Linked DNA regions of Gossypium hirsutum: region 2 is linked to region 1. A link is a contact called in public Hi-C data. All regions are on one chromosome and are shown on one strand. The core of a region is the stretch at or near the end of the contact, and the rest is flanking DNA. Distances in the headings are between cores, read along the strand shown.

The links. A called contact is a pair of places that touch in the nucleus more often than the background predicts.
Region 2: a Hi-C map of hypocotyl shows a contact between it and region 1, with 2.6 times the contacts expected there. The contact joins the promoter of LOC107934237 here to the enhancer-like site in region 1. A contact is called at or near these places in 13 of 34 Hi-C or Micro-C datasets (callus, fibers, hypocotyl and 2 more).

The regions. Positions count from the first base shown.
Region 1 is chrA07:10,141,387-10,147,133 of Gossypium_hirsutum_v2.1, forward strand. No RefSeq gene overlaps it. Among protein-coding and RNA genes, the nearest start is that of LOC107934236, 21 kb to the left of the region's middle. Within about 2 kb of position 1,680, at least 7 of the 9 cell types and tissues checked have an H3K27ac peak or open chromatin away from gene starts, as enhancers often do. A contact at or near this core is called in fibers, hypocotyl and leaf, where this site is marked.
Region 2 is chrA07:10,222,409-10,227,819 of Gossypium_hirsutum_v2.1, forward strand. LOC107934237 reads right to left here and starts at 3,607. Exons shown (of 12, transcript XM_041117541.1): 1 at 3,210-3,607; 2 at 2,596-2,693; 3 at 2,411-2,497; 4 at 2,155-2,314; 5 at 1,319-2,068; 6 at 847-989; 7 at 570-764; 8 at 341-431; 9 at 86-254. The coding sequence starts at 3,326.

The DNA.
Region 1 (5,747 bases), core at 430-2,929:
CTCGGTTTGCTGAATTAATTTAAAGATAAGTTATTATTAGATTGACATTTACTCTAGGATAGTTAATTATATGTTTTGGATTAATGTTATAAACTAATTAATTAAATTAAGTTGAGTATTATTTGATAAACTAAAAGGTTAAGTGTTGAACATTTTCTAATACAAAATTTTATAGGTTTTAAATTTATATTATAAATTTGTTGTGTTAATAAAAAGTGTAAAATACACTTATTAGAATTTTTTTGTTATCTAATTATAAAAAGTTACAAAGTGGTTGCTTAATTATTGATAAATTTCTTTCTTGATCACCCAACTATCAAGAGTTATAGAATGGTTACATAACTCTTGAATATTTTTTTATCACTAACAGACGTAAAAATGAAAACACTTGAAATAGTTGGGTAGCTAAGGCAATAACTTTGTAACTTTTTATAGTTGAATGACCAAAAAGAAATTTATTGATAGTTGGGCAATCACAAATGTAGTTTACCCTAATAAAATTAAGTACCACATATAATGTTGTTTAATAATAATAAATCTTAATTTTCGAAAATTATTTATTTCATAATTTTAATGTTATTGATGTAATAATTTATATTATTTTAGAGATTTTGGATAGAAATTAAATATAAGAATTTGAATATTTTACTAACAAAACTAACAAGATAATTTATTTTGAATATAATTTTTTTAATCTTTTCAACTTTTAAGTGATAAATAGTTATTTATTTACTTAATTCATTCAACTATTTTTTTTGAAAATTTTGAATTAAATAAAAAATTATGATGGTTATCAAACTCATAAAAATTAAATGTTAAAAATTTCTTTTCAATGAAAAACAAATTCAATGATTTATCGAATGCCTTTAATTAATTTAGGATATCTTAGGATTGCATTGGGTTGTTGGATATAATTTAGATATAGTTTAGATATATAATTAAATTAATTTGGTGTATAATAATTTGAGTTAAGTCTTAGTTAGATTAAAACTAATTCATTTCTAGTTCAAATAGCAATTTGGTCCTAATTTAATTTTAAAATGAGCAGTTGATTGACAAGCTGTGGGCAGCTCGAGAGGTCCCCAGGTGGGACGACCCTACCCATTTGGGCAATGAAGCTCAATCCATAGTCCACATGGATCATGAACGTCACAATCCGAATGACCCACCAGAAAATAGCAACCAGTCGGTCGTGTCCCAGAATACTCAAGGCAACAACAACGCTTCCTCGGTGGAGCGACTCAAGGCATTCAATATAAAAATGCTATAGGAAATGGAGGCAAAGTAGATGAATCCATTTGGAACTATTCCAGTGAGCCACTCGTTCCTGAGGTATTAGCCAATCATATCTTAGCTTCTTTCATGTTCCCGAAATTCATATTCAATGGCTCAAGAGACCTAGAAGGCCACTTAGCTCGTTATAACAATCACATGAAAATTCTTAGGGCCTTTAACAGTATCATGTCTAGAGCATTCTTCATGACCCTCTCTCAAACGGCTCGACAGTGGTACCTATCAGTACTTGAGGATCCATTCACTCCTTCGAGCAATTACATGGGCAATTAATGAGCTGCTTCCTGGCCAACAAAACACTTCAACAGTCTCCCGCTTATCTGATGACCATATGCCAAGGGGTGAATGAATCCCTCCGAGATTATGTTCGTAGTTTCAGTGCAACCACTATGATAACAATGGGGGGTTACAGATTAAGGGGTCATCCACTCCTTTGCTGTCGGGGCCACCCACCAACATTTGAGGTACATCATTATTGGGAATCAACCGAGCAATTTATCCGCGTTGTATGAAATGGTTCACAAATTTTTGAAAGGTGATGAAGTAGAAAGAGCTCGTGCCAACTCTTTTGTGTCCACCATCCAGCAGTCTAATCCTCCGCGTCGTTCCCCTCCACAACGTTCTCAAGGCTATCAGCAGCCAATGACCCATTCTAGGGTAGGCAACATGGAGCATAGGCAATACAACCCTTCAAATCAGAGAGATCGACAAAGGGTTAATAATGTCCATGCCTCTGACTGTTCAGGACCCATCCAGGGGAACAAGGTTGGCTAAGATCAAAGGTTCCGGGCACCTTACAATCAATATAGAACTTACCATGAACTCACCTGCTCTCTAGCCCAGATATTCGATCAGATCGAGTACCAAGGTATTTTGTAAATGCCACCCCAGCTAACACCTAGCCAGGATCGCAATAACTCAAACCATCACTATATATATTACAATGCTCTTAAGCACCACACAAAGCATTTTGTACATTTGAAGAACATAATAGAATTGGCAATCCGAAAAGGGCAATTAAAACAATAGCTGCCCTAGGAACCATATCAACTGAACATGACTTATGATGAAGAAGCAAGGCTATCCGGACTACGTCGAGATGATAAGGGTAAACATCTTGTTAGGGACATAATTGATATACTAGTTGGAAGCAAGCATGTAGAATGGGTAACCTCTAATTCCAAACAGAACGCACATCTTAGAAGCATAATGTCTATAGCAGTCTCTGTGAAAAACCCCAGGCCTTCTCCATGGCAATTGAAGTTTTCTGAGCATGATGAGCGGGTCATTGATGTAGAGGGAGATGCCCCCCTAGCGATTTTCGCCACCATTTCTTCGTTTCAAGTCAAAAAGATATTAATGGATGTAGGAAGTTCAATGGATATTCTAATGGCTAAAGCTATCCATAAAATGGACTTTTCAAGGACTCACAGTTGAAGCCGGCAAGCCTGGCCTATTGCTTAGCCAACCAACCCATTGCAGTCTAAGGTTCTATTGTCATCTTGGTTGTTGTAATAACCCGACTTTTAGTGGTGTCGGAAACAATAGTTTCGAGATCCCAATTTCAACGAGTGACTCCGTAAATATTATTATTTAGTACTTATGAGTCAATATTAGTGTTATATTTAATTTTGTTCTAATAATTTTGTTAATTGGACAGTTAACTATAGTACAAATAGTTTGACCCTAAAGTTAGTAATTTTGGAAAATAATGTATAGGGATCTCATTTTCGTAAACTGAGATTGTAAATATTTAAAATATTTATGGAGTTTTTATATAGATATTTTTAATCTTGATCTGAAAATTTTAGTGATTGAAGGGTTAACTAATGTATAAAAACTAAATCGTAAAAAGTTAATCACGTTTAATTTCTAAGTGTTAAATGGTTTAATTAGTGAATGTGTAAGGATATAAGTCACAATTAAACCACTTTTAAAAGGGTTAGAAGGTTAGTGGATGTTTTTAATTGAAATTATGTTACTAATAATTAAAGGTAATAAAACATAAAAAAAAAAGTCATCATCTTTCCATTTCTCCTTTCCACCGTTTTCACCATTTCTGAATAAAGGAAGAAAGCTTCGAACATTCAAAACCATTTGACCCTTGCATGTAAATTCAGACCTAGCACATTTTTTTGTAAATTTTATATTTTTGTAACTGTTGTAACTCAATTTGGTTAACTCGTACCTCCATTTTCGTTTTTAAAATTGAAAAAGTTTAAAAAGTTTCTCATTGATGCTATTTGAAGTTTTTGAATGTTAATGGTAGATTTTAAAGCTTAGAAATGAAATAGGACCAATTTGTAAAATAATTTTTTTTAATTTTGACTTTAGGGACTAAAATGAAATAATATTAATTTTGATGTGAAATTTCTATAAATATTGATTGTTGAGGGCTGCATAAAAAAGGAAATGAAATCGGATTGAAAATCGAAGCTTAATTGTAAAAGATATAATAGTTTTGGTTTTAGGGACTAAATTGAATAAAACAAAAAATTTTAAAAAAATTGTGAAAATGATAATAATATGTTATATGTATTATATAAGCTATTATAAGGTATTTATAACTGATAATTGGAAATAATTTACTGTATAAATCAAGAATTGGTAGATAATTGAGGAAAAGGGAAAATTATATATTAGTCTCTGACACTCCTGCTTTTGCTATTTGCTCCTGGTAAGTTCATATGATATAATTAAGTATATTTATGTAGTGTTTTTGGTTGGATTGTAAAATTATAATATTTGAATCCATTTTTAAAAAAATTATTTACAAATTGGTAAAAAAAAGGTGATAAAATGGCTACATTGGGAAAATGTGGTAAATAAATAAAGATATACAATATTGAATTAATGTAAAATTTATTATACAAGTATATGATTTATACAAGGTGATGTTATATTGTTAAAAGACATATGTATATATATTGTTTTGATATCAGGTGGACTAAATTATAGTATGTGATTATATCTTGAATTATGATTGGAGCAATAAAAAATGTGATAAATGTAATGAATTGTATTAAATATTTTGATATGTGTATTGAGTCCGGATTAGGATAGGATACAATTGGCATACTAATAGGGTTATCTTGCACATTGTATGGGTTTGACATGGGATGAGATGATGATATATATTCACTGATTGTACCGAAATCCAACATTTGTTGTGGATTACCGAGTTATATTCACAGTGATTCAAGCATACTTCTAGTGGAGGATGTGTAGCCTACGAGCTTGGCACATTGTGTTCTAGTGTGTTCATTGATGTTATAGCTTGGAAGAGCAATTTGGCATGTTTTGGTTTGTTACTCGAGTATTCGAATCTTATTATTTTAGTTTATCGGGCTGATTGTTTTAAAAGGTAATGTGTTGGATTGTGGATATATGGTAACTGGTAATGGATGTGCATATGTATATATATGTGACCAGTTGATGTATATGTCGTATAAATCTAATGATCCTAATTGAATGACATTAAATCTAATCGTATTAAACAAATTGATAAGTTATATGTCTAGTATACAAATTGCTCACCTTGATGTGTGGATTGTTATGATAGGAAATTGTGTTATATTGGTTATCTCAATACGTTTAGTTATTAAATGAGGTAAGTTTATTGTGTTAATACCTATGAACTTACTAAGCTTATTTAAAGCTTACTCCATTTTATTTTCTATTTCCTGTAGTTATCGTTTTGCGGAACTCGACAGTCGGATCATCTTGAAGATCACACTATCTAGCCTCCATTTTGGATGTCTTTTAAACATTTAATTCAGTTATGTGGCATGTAATAGGAGTTGAATTGTATATAAGTGTTTGTAAAAGTAAAGTGTGTTTTATGTTTGCACCAATTATGTGAACTTATAGGTATAATGATGTGTTTGATAACGACATAAAATAGTAGCCTTGAACGTGGTTATTGAGTTGGTATGTGATGGCATATTAAAGGTATTTGGTAAGTTAGAATATGATATGGAATGATTGGATAGGTGGTATTTTGGTTGGAGTATGTCATTATATTTTGATGTTGATTTGGAGATTATAGGCATAATATGTGAAATGGTTTTGGTGTAAAAATTTATAGGTGGTTATATTGGTATGTGGCTAACGGTGTGTGTTAGAAATTTTGGCATTTGATGACACATATGGTACATGTATAACTTGTTCAAACTTGGTATGAAATAGGAAACACTTTGATATTAACTTATGTTTTGACGGTGCCTTATGGCATATTGGTTAGAACTAGGAAATTATGTTTTGCCAGGATTATTGCGCATTTTAGATTGGTTTGAAGAATGGTTACTTGCTTATTCATGACATGGATAAATATTTGGGGTGATATCTTGCGTGGTATGGTACATTTTTACGTCACAGGTTTACCACACGGTCGTGTGTAATTTAATTTTTGGTTACTTTCAGATCACATGGTCTAGCCACATGACCGTGTGACA
Region 2 (5,411 bases), core at 2,357-4,856, 83 kb after region 1:
CATGGTCAATTTGCAACATAAATGAGTTTATGCACATTTTTCAAATAATTGCTTGAACTATAGAAATAATAAATTGAGAACATACTCCTTGGTAACATACGAATTGCCTGGCACACATCTTCATGCACTTGAATTACTTCTCTTTTTATTTGTCTAACAAGAACCTCATGCTCAGAAACTGACAGAGAAGCACCACTTTTTTCAATAATAGCTTTGGCAACCTCATCTTGCATTTTCTGCCTTAATTGTTTTTCCTGTAGTAAGTTAAAAAGTCAGTTTGCATGCGGATGCTTAAGATCACTACCAATTTGAAAAAAGAGAGTAAAATTACACACATTACCTTATCCCTTGCAACAAGAATCTTTTCTTTTGCTTCCTTCTCACTATCAACAAACTCAGAATTTTGCTTGTCAATCCAATTCCTCAATGTTCTGAAAATTTACAGAAGAAATGAAAAGAAAAGAATCCTAATGTACAATAGATATTTATTAAAGTAATTTTTTTTAAAAAAAAAAAGAAGAGTTCTAATCTATAAATATCAGGCCTTGGCTTTCATCCCTGTTACTTACATTGTGCAAAGGGCTTCATCACACAAAATGTTTAAGAGTTTAAGCTTTATAGAACTGTCTAGCACATTATATGCATCCACACCTCCATCATAAAGATCAGAAGAAACTTCTCTGAGTGCACATTGGGATTCAGAAACACATTGGCCAAGGGCTCTAAACCATGAACCATTGTCACTTGCTTTGAAGGGTGGAAATCTGAACAGCCAATACAGCATAAAATTATAATTCAATTTTAAGAAAGAAGGTAAAAATCAGCAGTTAGGGCATTTATTTATACTTCTTCCCCATATCTTTTTGTATTAGAGACAACAATTGTACATGGATTTGGACTACTGGAGAGTACTGTAATCGGCATCTACCACGTCCACGTATTATTTCTCTGATTACAGATTCTGCTTGCCCTTTCTTCATATCAAGAACCTATGGCATACCAAACAAAAGAATAACCAAAAATAATTACTAAATTAAGTAATCTTGGGCAGATGAAACAAAAACAATCAATTGTTGACCAAGTACATTCAACCAGAAAAACAATAAATACAATATCCTTAAGTAATCAGAATTCATGACTCAAAATCCAAATTACAGAAAGAAATTTCATCATAACAAGGTCTTTATAATCAAATAGTTCTATGTTATTCAACTATTGAAAAAGTTAAGATTTAAGATGATGCATCTAGGGTTGAATGTTAGGTTTCTATCATAAATATATAAACCAAAAAAACATAATACCAAACTATCTTACATACCGCTCCAAAAGCTGCACAAAACTCTAGGAACTGCAATGCATGACCAACATCTTTGGGAGGTAAATCAATGCCAGTAACAGTTATTAAGCTGGAGCCCTCAGGCAGTTGAACGTCTAGGTCAAGTTTTTTGCCTCTGCAAGGCTTTATAACTGACTGGAGCTTGCCACTGCTGTTATCATTCTTGCAACCATTTGAACCACCAGAATCCCCACTTTTTACACCACACTTTTTCTTTTTAACTGGAGATACAGTGTTGGTTTCAATAACCTGCCTGTTAAGATTCTTTTCTGCAGCCACAGATTTTTGTTTTGACTTCAATTTTTTTCTAGACTCCTCGTCAGAAGTCACAGACTCCCTTTTCTTAGAGATATCCTCCAAAGCTTTAGCTCCATTTAAATCTCCTTTCTTGTTTTTTGCACATTTAACTTCTTGTCCTTTGCTGAGACCAGAATGATCACCAATTTGCACTTCTTTATTCAAGTTTTTGTCATCTGACAGACAATAATTTCCCTTCACTGTTTTCTTTGAAGATTCCTTCAAGGTTTTAGGCTTTTTTAGACCAGTTTTGTTCAAAGAAAGATCATGATCCCCATTACCATTACACAATTCCTTCAATTCCTCACGTTTCATCTTCTTAGATTTCTTTTCGTCAGGAAATAATGTCAGATTCTCAGAACCAACTTTGGAATCACAGTCTCCATCAAAAGAATTTTCCTTCCCAAGCATCTTTGGTGAAGTGGCCATAAACTCCTGTAAACATCAGAGACAAATTCATCACCCAAAAACTGTGACAAACCAACAGCATATTACCATCAGGAAGAAAAATGAAACCAAACCTTTGCTTGCTTGTTTGACAAAACACCTGTATCTTTTATAAACTTTTCATATCCAAAATTTTCAGGTCCTTTAGCTTGAAGCAATTCTTGAACAGAAGAGAACCCAGTTTTCTTGGCCATGTGCACTAGTATGCCAGTAGGATTTTGACCCTTTTTCTTCCTAAAAAAATACAGTCCCAGTTAAGACTTGGTCAACAATCATCAACTACAATTGGGATATTCTTACAATCAGCAACTACGATTGTGATATTCTTACATGCAGCAACTACAATTGCAAATGTCTCTGCACTTGGGACATTTCCAATCAATTAACAATGCAACTTCTTCTGCCTTCTCTCCATATCTATCCAATATCAATCCAACAAAAATAAAACTTTGTAAGTTGACAGCCTTATCCAATTAAATAGTTCAAAAAGTAAAACGTTAGAATGAAGTAACAACCTGTTCAATAGACATTTATGACAGTACTTAATCCTACATTGCTTGTCCTTTTTCAAGTTCTTGCATGGAGCCAAGAAATCCATTGTTTTTTGCCGGCACTTCAGCATTTGATCCCAAGGCAAAAAAAGACGTCAGGGAAAAATAAATTTAAAAGCTAAAAGTAGAGAATTGTAAATTTAAAAAAGAAAATTCCAAACCAATTTTAATCTAACATTTCTATATAACTCAATCCCTCATTATACATGATTTATCAATCTATATAAATATCTAACAAATATAAGTATATCGAAGTTTGACCCTCCAAACATCACCAGAAAACTTGAAAGAAATTAAGCACGCACACGTCCAAAACATACGATTCCAGGGCTCAACCACTCAAGTTCAAGTTACAAAAGCCGAATGACAAAAACAAGTCTGAATAATCAAATACCATATAAGAGGAAAAACTAGAAACATGAGTGTTTCCTAATCAGCTAAACAAAACCAAAAGCAGTATAAAACCAACATTTACCAGTGGATAAAATATCACTTAAACCAAAAACAAATAATTAAAAACAACTCCATGGAGTCAATTAGAAATGAAATATAAAAAGAAAAATAGAGAAAAAAAAAACCTGGTGGCAAGTTTTTCCATTTTCAGAATCATAAATTCTTCGCCCGACGCGAATTCCATTTCCATTTGTTTGATTCGCCTCTTCAATTTGAGAAGCAGAAGTTGAAACAACAGCCATTTGCCTAGTTCTCTTTTCTTCTCTCAAATTCTCAACCAAATGAAGCCTTTTGGGGTATGTTTTATCGGACGTTTTCAACTTTAGAGTTGGTTTTCAGTTTCCCGCTTCCTTGTAGTAGCGGGAAGCAGATTTGAGAGACCAAAGTATAAAATTTTTCACTTAAAACAGGACGGAAATGGCCGGGAATCCAAATTTTTTAAGAGAGTTGGGCGCCAAATCGTCTTGCCCTTCTAGTAAGAGGTAAATAATAACCGTGCCCTACAAAGGAAATCCAATGGGCCAACTAAGAGATTTAGATAACCTTCTCTTTATCGAGAAATTGTTTTTATCTGGAGTTAAATTGTGTATTTTTATTATAGTAAGTATGTTATTTTATTATTTTAATTGTGTATTTTTTATTATTTTTAAAAAAATAATATGATATTTTGTCATTTTTTAGGATCAAAATATAATTTTATCATTATTAATTTAAAATTTTAAAAATTATAAACAAATCTATATAAAAAAATTTCAGAGATTGTAGCCCTTGCTAGCCTCTTGAATTTGTCATTGTTCTCTTCATACTAGACTAGTTTATTTTTTGTTAGTTTTTTTTATTTTAATATTATATATTCTGATTATATTACTCTTTTTAACATAATATATAGAACTATTTATAATCTTTCTCAACTCATAATAAGAGAATAATGCATTTCAGTCAATCTAAACTTTTTCTTTTTCTTTTTTTTTAAATTATGTTTTGAATGATTTAGAAAAAAGGAAAACGAAAAGGATAAAAGTTGAAAGTCTTTTTTAAGTTGTTATTACTGAAAAAATATATTAAATTTTTTCCTAATTAGGGCATATTTTAATGTACAAATATCTAGTACATAAGGTAAGAGATTGAGTTTATTGTTTTTATCATAACTCAAAAGTTTTATTGATATAGTAACTTTACAAGTATTGTCTCAAATCTAATATTTAAAATTTCTTTAGTTAGATTGTTTTTGATGAAAATAAAAAAAAAAGATTTTGAAAATTTTTTAACATTCAAATTTTCAAAATTTATTTGATTGTCATAATAAATTTTCACTTAGACCGTAATTGAAAAAAAAATCAATTCACTAAAAATTAATATTTTTATAATTTAATTTTTTAGATACGTTTTGATGATTTACCATAACTATTAGATCTTTTATATATATATATAAAAGTGAAAAAAAAATGATAGGTTGAAAGAGTCCTACTTATCACTTAAGATAATAAATTTAATTGTTATTTTATTTTTATTTCATTCAAGATTATATTATTTTTTATTGAACAATGTAATTATATTCAGTATTTAATTTTAAATAGTTCATAACTTAAATTAAGCATTTCAATTTTTTATATTTATTTTTCAACACTTAAACTATATTTGATAAGTGCTGAAAAATTAAATTATAAAATATATTTGATATAATGTTTAAAATTAAATACTAAATATAATTAAATTATTTGATAAAAAATCATATAATTTTAATGTTTAAATTCAAATGTCTTTATATCCTGAAATTACAATCTCCTCTTTTATACTCAAGAAACTATTGGATTACAATAAGAGATTACTCCAAATCATGTCAAACAAGAGAATTTGTGACACAACTTATTTGTGTTAGAAAGGAAATTTTAAGAGCAATGTAGAATTTTAATTTAAGAATAATAATTATTTGAACAAATTAATTATAAAAGTATAATTTTAAATTATGTTAAATTAAAATATAAAGATTAAATTTTAAATATAATTAAAGTAGAAAATACTGAAATTTTACCATTATTTTACAATTGAAAAAGAAAAGAATGGAGAAGTAAAAACACTGCTGTCGTGTAAGGAAAGGCAAAAGCCTATTTTTTATAGTTAAAAAAAAAACGGAAACAGATCTAAGAACCATTGCCCATAAAATGAAGAACAAAATAAACACGTGTCTGAAAATAAAGAAGTCTGGGCTCTACTTTTATATTTAGGAGTACAGGTGGTTTTTCATTATTTCGTACCACACCAATTTGCAACTCCAAAATTCTGAAAAAAAAAAAGGGAAAAATTGCAACTCCAAAACCAGGAATAAG